Regions from separate parts of the Zea mays genome. Here region 1 is linked to region 2. The links are chromatin contacts, called in public Hi-C maps. All regions are on one chromosome and are shown on one strand. Each heading gives the region's core, a stretch centred on a gene start, on an enhancer-like site or on the middle of the called end of the contact. The rest is flanking DNA. Distances are from core to core; before and after follow the strand shown. Region 1 holds the start of LOC100191660. Region 2 has its middle 4.8 kb from the start of LOC111590242.

Region 1 (3,449 bases), core at 210-2,709, 580 kb before region 2:
ATATGTGTACAAGTGCACCGAACAGTAAGCATACGCTGTTTATATACACTGCTGAATCGCCCATGAAGGACCCGCCGTCGCAGTAACGCAGCTTCACACGGTTCCAGTTGTAAAAGTCTGATCAGCGGTTTAGAGATGTATTAGAACACGTAATTTCTGTAAAAAACCAGCAGGGCATGTACCATGTAGCTTTAAGCAGAATGCAGATGTACTACCATGTAGCTTTGCCTAGCATATATATACGCTCCCACAGCCTGGCATGCATGCGCCATGCGGTAGTCCGTTGGGAAAACAAAACGAAACAAAACAAAGCACTGTTGGCTAAATGATTTTTGTAGGACCGTGAGCTTGAATTACGTGGACCTAGATTAAAGCAAAACTGTTCGCGCTACCTACCCGGTTGTGTTGTGACCGCCATGCATGTTGCTGTCACCTTTTCGCAAAAGTAGGCTGTGTGCCCTGTGCTGTGTACCACCAGGAACGTGAAGTGAACGGGGACGCTGTTTGCTGCCGGCGCCGACGACGGCTTGGCTTCTCGAGTGAATTAATTGCACAAGAGTTTGTTTGAGCTCACGTCCAAGATACGAATGCATGGGATGGGATTCGGAGTGCAGGGCATGCATACTGAGCCTCGATCAGCGATCTAAATTACGTATACCTGGATTCATGGCCGGACGGTTGCTGAGGATGCCGGAGAAGGACTCGGCCTTTGCCATGAGGCGCGTCGATCCCCGGCGCGTCCCGGCCCTCTCCGCGCACGACCGCACGTCGTTGCACCAGCCGCCGCCCTCGAACTGGAGCAGCCAGCTCCGCGCGCCCGCGCCGGAGCCGCCGTGCAGGTGGTACGCCGGCGGGCTCCCGTCGAGGCACACTGCGGGGTACAAAGAAGTTAGACGACGCTGGCGCTCTCTCTCGAATGGCATACGTACGCTGCTCAGTCTGTCAGTGTCAGTCGCCATGGGAAGAGGAAGAAGAAGAAGCAAGCGACGACGACGGAGTTTATTTGCATGCTTGCCTGCCCCCGCCGACGCTGCGCCAGCGACGATCGTCATGGGCACCGTCAGCCTCTCCTCGACCACATCGGCCGCCGCCGCGGACAAGATGATGGTGGCCACCACCGAGGCGACGCCGGCCGTGGCAACGGCGGCGGCAGGCAGTGTCCAGCCCCGCGGAGGCCCCATGGCACGCGGTGGTGCCGCGGAACCGAGAACCCAGGGACGGGCGAGCGAAGCGGAGGCCGCCGGCCGGCTGGGAGGAGGAGAGACCGGGCCGGCGCACCTGTAACGAACGGATGGATGGCGCCACAGGACAGACAGAAGGGTGTATGTGCCGTGTGCGTATGCGTGCAGCCAACAAAAAGGGTGCGTTGTGGCGACGGCACGAGTGCAGCGGCGGCGGCACGGCAGTCAGTAGATCGTGACGACGATCAGTCGCGTCGTGTCAGCGATCAGCTGATTTCTTTCTTCTCCCTCGGCTCCGACGCGGCCGGCGGGGTAGTTGGATTGATCACGTTTTCAGTTGGTGGATTAATGCCTCCCTTCCAGTTCGTTTGGTTACTAGTATACTCCTACCATATTCATTGCAGACAGAGACGACAGATCAATGGCGTAATCTGCATGCACAAGATACTGTATCTCTACTGCTCCATATATACTACTGAGGGAAGGTTCCTCTCTTTTTATGTCTCTAGCTCGTAGTGCAGGGTGCAGCGCAGTTAATTACTGGAGCAGTTGTTATTGAAGGGGCAATTGCAAAACAGCCATCGTTTCGTACTTTCAGTAAAGACCAGCACCAGATTCAGTTGAGGCAATTGCACCAGATTCAGTTGAGGCAGTTGGGCACGAGATTGTACTTGTTTGTATTGATAAAGAAGAGAGACAAACATGGGCCAAAAAGCACAGCGAGAGAGTACAAAAATATTACATAATTACACCAGCGAGATTACAAAATTGAATAGAAGAGAGACAAGTGTATGATGATCTGTACTTTGTCACGAGATTTTTTGGCTACGGGCTCTATTTCTATTCAATTTTGAACTAAAAGTTAACGAATGGCTAGAATAAATTATGAAGAAACAATTGGATCACGATCCATTACCACAAGTGAATTAATCTGATCAAAAGAAATAATCTGAAACTTTTTATTAAAAAATAATCTGAAACTAAGGCCCTGATTGGAACCTCTAAAAATAATAATTAGCTACTAAAAAAATAGTTGCTGTGTTCCAAACACCATCAACTAATACCAGAACTAATTGTTAGCTAACTCACAGCTAACAATTAATTTATTAGATGGCTTAACCTAGCTAATAATTTATTAGCTGGCTAACTATTAGCTTTAGACGTTTTAAACATAGTCTAAATAGTGAGACGGAGACTGAACAACTAATGTGAAATTGGGAAGGTAATATTGTATTGGTTTTTGGCAGAGAATTTGTGAGATATTGACGTGGTCGTTCGTTTTCATATAATGACCATCACTAGCGTTTTATATGCGATGCTCTCGTGTGGGCGTGGGCTTCCCTGTCCTCCGTCTGCCCAGCGCGAGAGCACGACAGCCCGAGAGGCAGCTGTGGGCCTGGGCCGTGGACGACGCCGATCAAGCACTCGTTGGATGCCAGAGTTTCATGTGATCAGGGAAGGCTGCCGGGCAAAGTTCATCAGGCAAGCGAGACAGACCGCCTAAAATATGGAGCAGTAACAACTATTTATCTGATACAACAATAAGAGATAATCAGGTGTACCTGAGCAAATAGCTCCATAGGAGCTTTGCTTTCGTTCATCACGGAATGAGCCCAGTAACTGTCATATGCATTGTCAAGGACAACAATTTGGGCAAGACATGTCCCATCCACCACAATCGCAGGCTCCACCGGACTTCAGTCGGTCAAATAATGGTGATGGGTGTTGAGTCTGCCTGGTCCGTCCCTGCCTGACCTTTTTTTTTTTCCTTCAGGACTAGTTTGCCGACCCAATTTTTCTATGGAATTTCAAAATTTCCAATAAAAAATTAACTAATTTTCCTTGGTAAAATAAAAAATCTGTGGATAAATAGGGTTCCCAAACTAGCCCTTACAATATTATCCTGGTCTTGTTTTGCATATGCAAAACAATCCTGGCAATGGGCCAATAGAAACAAGGGAAGTATAATGGCTCAAGACTCATATAGGCCCATTAATCTAGGAGCCGTCTAACAGACGAAGGAAGGCAAACCCAACAGGTGGTCGGCACATGTCGTCGTTTCCCATCACCACAGGATCGATCAGCGATGCCGTCCGCGGCCACGCACAGATCAACCAACGTGACCGCGCTCTCGCGACTTGTTCGCCTGAGGGAGACTGATAGGGTTTCGCCGGCCGCGGCAACGCAGGCAGGGGCAGCAGCCGGACTCGCATCGCGTTCGCATGCCGTGTGGAGGGCTACGGCGCGGGGCCGGCCGGTGATAGGATA
Region 2 (3,717 bases), core at 159-2,658:
CACTGGAACCGCATCATCTCATTGCCGTCGGCGCCGCACCGCGCCGCGGCGCCGCGCGCGCGGGCCGCCGCCGCCCTCGCCTCCTCGAACCGCGCCACCGCGCGCGGCGCGCTGCGGACGCGGAACAGCGCCTCCACCGACGGCGGCGGCGACGGAGACAGCTCCGGGGACCCCGCGCCTCCCCATCCGGACGCGAAGATCAGCTCCACGACCCGCCGCGACGAGTGGCCCTCCGGCAGCTCCGCCATCGTGAGGAACGCCGAGCTTACGGGCGCCGGCGACGGCGTGGACAGCGCCTCGGCGCCCGCGTCGTTCGCCATCGGCTTGGGCTTCTTCTTGGGCCGCGGGCGCGGCTCCCGCGCTAACCTCTGCCCCTCCATCTTCTTCCTCCGGGCCCGCTGGGCGTAGGCCACGGCATCCATCACGTCCGCTGCCGCCGCAGTGGCGCAGGGGAAGGGGAGTGGCGGCGGCGGCGGGGGCTTCTTGGCCGGGGACGGCGCGATGGCGGCGTCGGTCATGGCGTAGGAGGACCTGCAGCTGAGCGAGCGCACCCACGCCGTCGCCATTGGCCGTCGCCGCGGCAACTCCGGGTTTGGGCTTTTGGGGCTGGGGCGCTGGGCGGTGATGGACTGACTGGTGGAGTGGTGATGGTGGCCGCAGACGGTTGCCTCCTCTTCGGGTGTTATTAGAATGTTTGCAAAGTCTTTCTAAATTCTACATTATCATTTACGCACGTTTGGATCACTAGAATTGAATTTCATTGTAATAATAATAATTTAGACATATATCAATTAAGATAATTCAGTTTTATATAAAATATATTTATATGCTATTATTAGCAAGATGTCAGAGATATTTATGTGCTACATTTTTACTATAGAGGAGTGAGACGAAGAGTATCATGTAAGTTACAGAGTAGAAACAAATTCTACTAATGCATAAAATAATTTCTCATCCCCTACCCCATGAATTTGAGATAGGCTTATATATGAACTTTGGAAAGTAGTGGAATGTCAAATTCCAAACTAAATAAGTTACTCTATTGAGTGAATTCCAATTCCTCTAAAATGAAGGGATCCAAACGCCCCGTTAGGGATTTATTTATATAAACATTTTTTTATATATATTTTATTCTTTAATTCTTTTTTTATATTTCAGAGAGTTATTTTATTTTTTTTATTTTTGGCTTGCGAGAAATCTAAAATAAGAATGCCTATTTTCAAAATTTATTGTCTACAAAAGTTATTAGAAAATATTTTGTTTTTAAAATTTCTTTTTTGTGCAGTTTAGGAATAATATTCACGACCCTGTCGGTGGGGCGCCGCGTCGTTGACAATACTATTACACTGCACTTGTCTCCCTGGCTTTACAGCTTACTTGACTAGCCCACCACCAATATCCGTCGCTGACAGGTGGGCGCAGCCTTACGGGTCCAGGATGCCAGTTACAGTAGTCGCCCGTGACGGAAGTAGCTCTGGTATTGCACGGCAGGAATGATCGATCATTCGGATTGGGAGCACTTGCAATGCATGCCTCCCTCTCTGCTGTGCTGCCCTCCTCCCAGAATCCATCCCCCACCACTCCTCGCTGCTGGTTTTGTCTCTTTTTCAGCCTTCCTTCCTTCCTTTATTTGCTCTTTTTTATGGTTCCTGCTCTTTGTTAGAGGAGGCGTGGTACAGGAATGGATCTGCAGCGTTGATCAGTGAGTGCCTCCTCTTTCTTTTCTTTTCTTTTTTTCTAGCTACGATCTAGTACGACTGTGACGTACAGTTCGTGCGGTTTGATGTGGCACGCGTCGGTGAAATCTGCTAGTGTGTCTCTCTCTGTATATGTGTCGACAAAAGAGACTTCTCTTTTGGGTTGTTGTGGCCCTATCCCTTTTCGTCTTGCTACTTTGCTAGTGGATGGAGGCATTTTTTGCCGCTGATACAAATTGAGCGAGAGGGGAGAGCGCAGAGACGAGGAAACAGAGAATTCGAATTCAAACTGTTACGGGAGCGGGGCGCAAGCGCGACTAATGCACACGTATATTGGGCTGTTCGATTTGGATTAAATCCCGATGTTTAGACTAATACGTACAACTGCAATCTTTTGCCTGTTGGGATCAGGAAATGCCTCAACTCATAGGCATAGCTGCGTATTACTATGCATTTCTTCAGTGTAGAAGAAACAAAACTCGGTCTCTGCCATCAACGATTCTCGTGGGTTTGCGCATATGGAGTGATTCCCCGAGACCATATATGAGCGGCCGCCGGCCGGCAGCTGACCCAGAGAAACAGGCACATTTTAGGCATGCAAATGTCAGCTGGGCACGGCAACTGCAAGGGCGTACTACTGCTACTACTAGGAATGATTGGACGGTTCGCACGTGTGAGCGACGCCTGCCAGCTCGGAAAACTATAAAATCCCGCGAAACCGTCGTTTTGTTTGTTCCGGGATAGTACCACACGCTACGCCTACACGCACGTACACTACAGCGCAGTAGGTTCAGGCGACAACATCTGACAAGATTGCTTGCCAGCGAAACAGCTTAGCAAGTGTATAATCTCACTGCAGCATTTTGTTAGTCCCGTAAGATCAGTTCTTGATGATGCAGATCGGATTCCTCTCGAACTCGTTTTTAATTGGCAGTATGCCAACCGCAGAGAGAGAGAGAGAGAAGTTCAGAAGCGTGTGTCGTGGTCGTTGATTCTCTTGTCCGTGCAGGGAGGAGAGCGAGATGCCTGCCTCTGCCTTCTTGCTTGCTCTGCATGCTGCTGCCCCGATGCTACTCGATCTTGTCCGTGCAGCGGCCCATGCCTGCTTTCCCGGCCTTCGAGGGATCCATCATCCACATATCAATGGCAATGCCAACGCAAGCTTCTCAATGCTTTCCACCGACGACTGCGAGCCATCATTCCGGAGCTCAAAGCACAGGCGCCATCGCAATTTGCCACCCGCGCGAGGTCACTCTGGCCGGGTGATGATGGCGTCGTCGTATCGTATCGATCCACACGACCTGCGTCTTCGTACACATGGCTGCATGCTAGAGAGAACCCCACCCCGGCCGGCCGATCATTCCCAAATCCATGCGTCCACCACGTCTCATTCACCCTCGACCCGTTGCCCCCAAAACCGCTCATTGCCGCACGGCATCGAGGGCGCCTCAAGCCCGCGTCCAACGCATGCAGCGACCGTGCATATTATTTGAAACCATGCAATGCACCTCTCGCATATATATCTGAATGATGTCAGTGTGTCTCTCCATCTTTATTTGCTGTGTGCTGCTTTTCAGCCATGCATTGACGCCCATGCCTTCCTGATGCCTCCGAAAGTGACGCTCCAACTCGCAGCGACGACGCAGCACGCACCTAACCTGATCAATTCGGGGTTCAGACACTTGTCTGAATGTTTAGTGGGTGTTTGGTCTGAAGAATGGATCCATTTTAGAAAAGATGGTGCATTGTAAATTCATTCTACAAAAGTTAGTGAGATGAACTCATTTGTCATATCAATACTAATTATTAGTTTATAAGGAATAAATAGTGATGAATAATCAATTTATTTAATTTTACAAACCAAATAAGAATGTGAGGAGTGAGAAGACGATAACACGCTATCTAGTCAGATGAGCAGATAGATCGTTAGCAACTAGTGGTCGCCTTATGTTCATGGGTTATGCAGCCCACCAACGGATACATTAATTTTCGACTGCCTCTAAAAAGACCGAAAAAATCA

The links. Hi-C and Micro-C count contacts between places; a contact is called where the count stands out from the background.
Region 1: a Hi-C map of leaf mesophyll shows a contact between it and region 2, with 4 times the contacts expected there. The contact joins the promoter of LOC100191660 here to the enhancer-like site in region 2. A contact is called at or near these places in 4 of 25 Hi-C or Micro-C datasets (bundle sheath, ear, leaf mesophyll and 1 more).

The regions. Positions count from the first base shown.
Region 1 is chr9:122,797,199-122,800,647 of Zm-B73-REFERENCE-NAM-5.0, reverse strand. It overlaps LOC100191660, which reads right to left and starts at 1,459. Exons shown (of 12, transcript NM_001359669.1): 1 at 1,016-1,459; 2 at 659-871; 3 at 35-117. The coding sequence starts at 1,181.
Region 2 is chr9:122,212,477-122,216,193 of Zm-B73-REFERENCE-NAM-5.0, reverse strand. No RefSeq gene overlaps it. Among protein-coding and RNA genes, the nearest start is that of LOC111590242, 4.8 kb to the right of the region's middle. Within about 2 kb of position 1,408, at least 19 of the 20 cell types and tissues checked have an H3K27ac peak or open chromatin away from gene starts, as enhancers often do. A contact at or near this core is called in bundle sheath, ear, leaf mesophyll and 1 more, where this site is marked.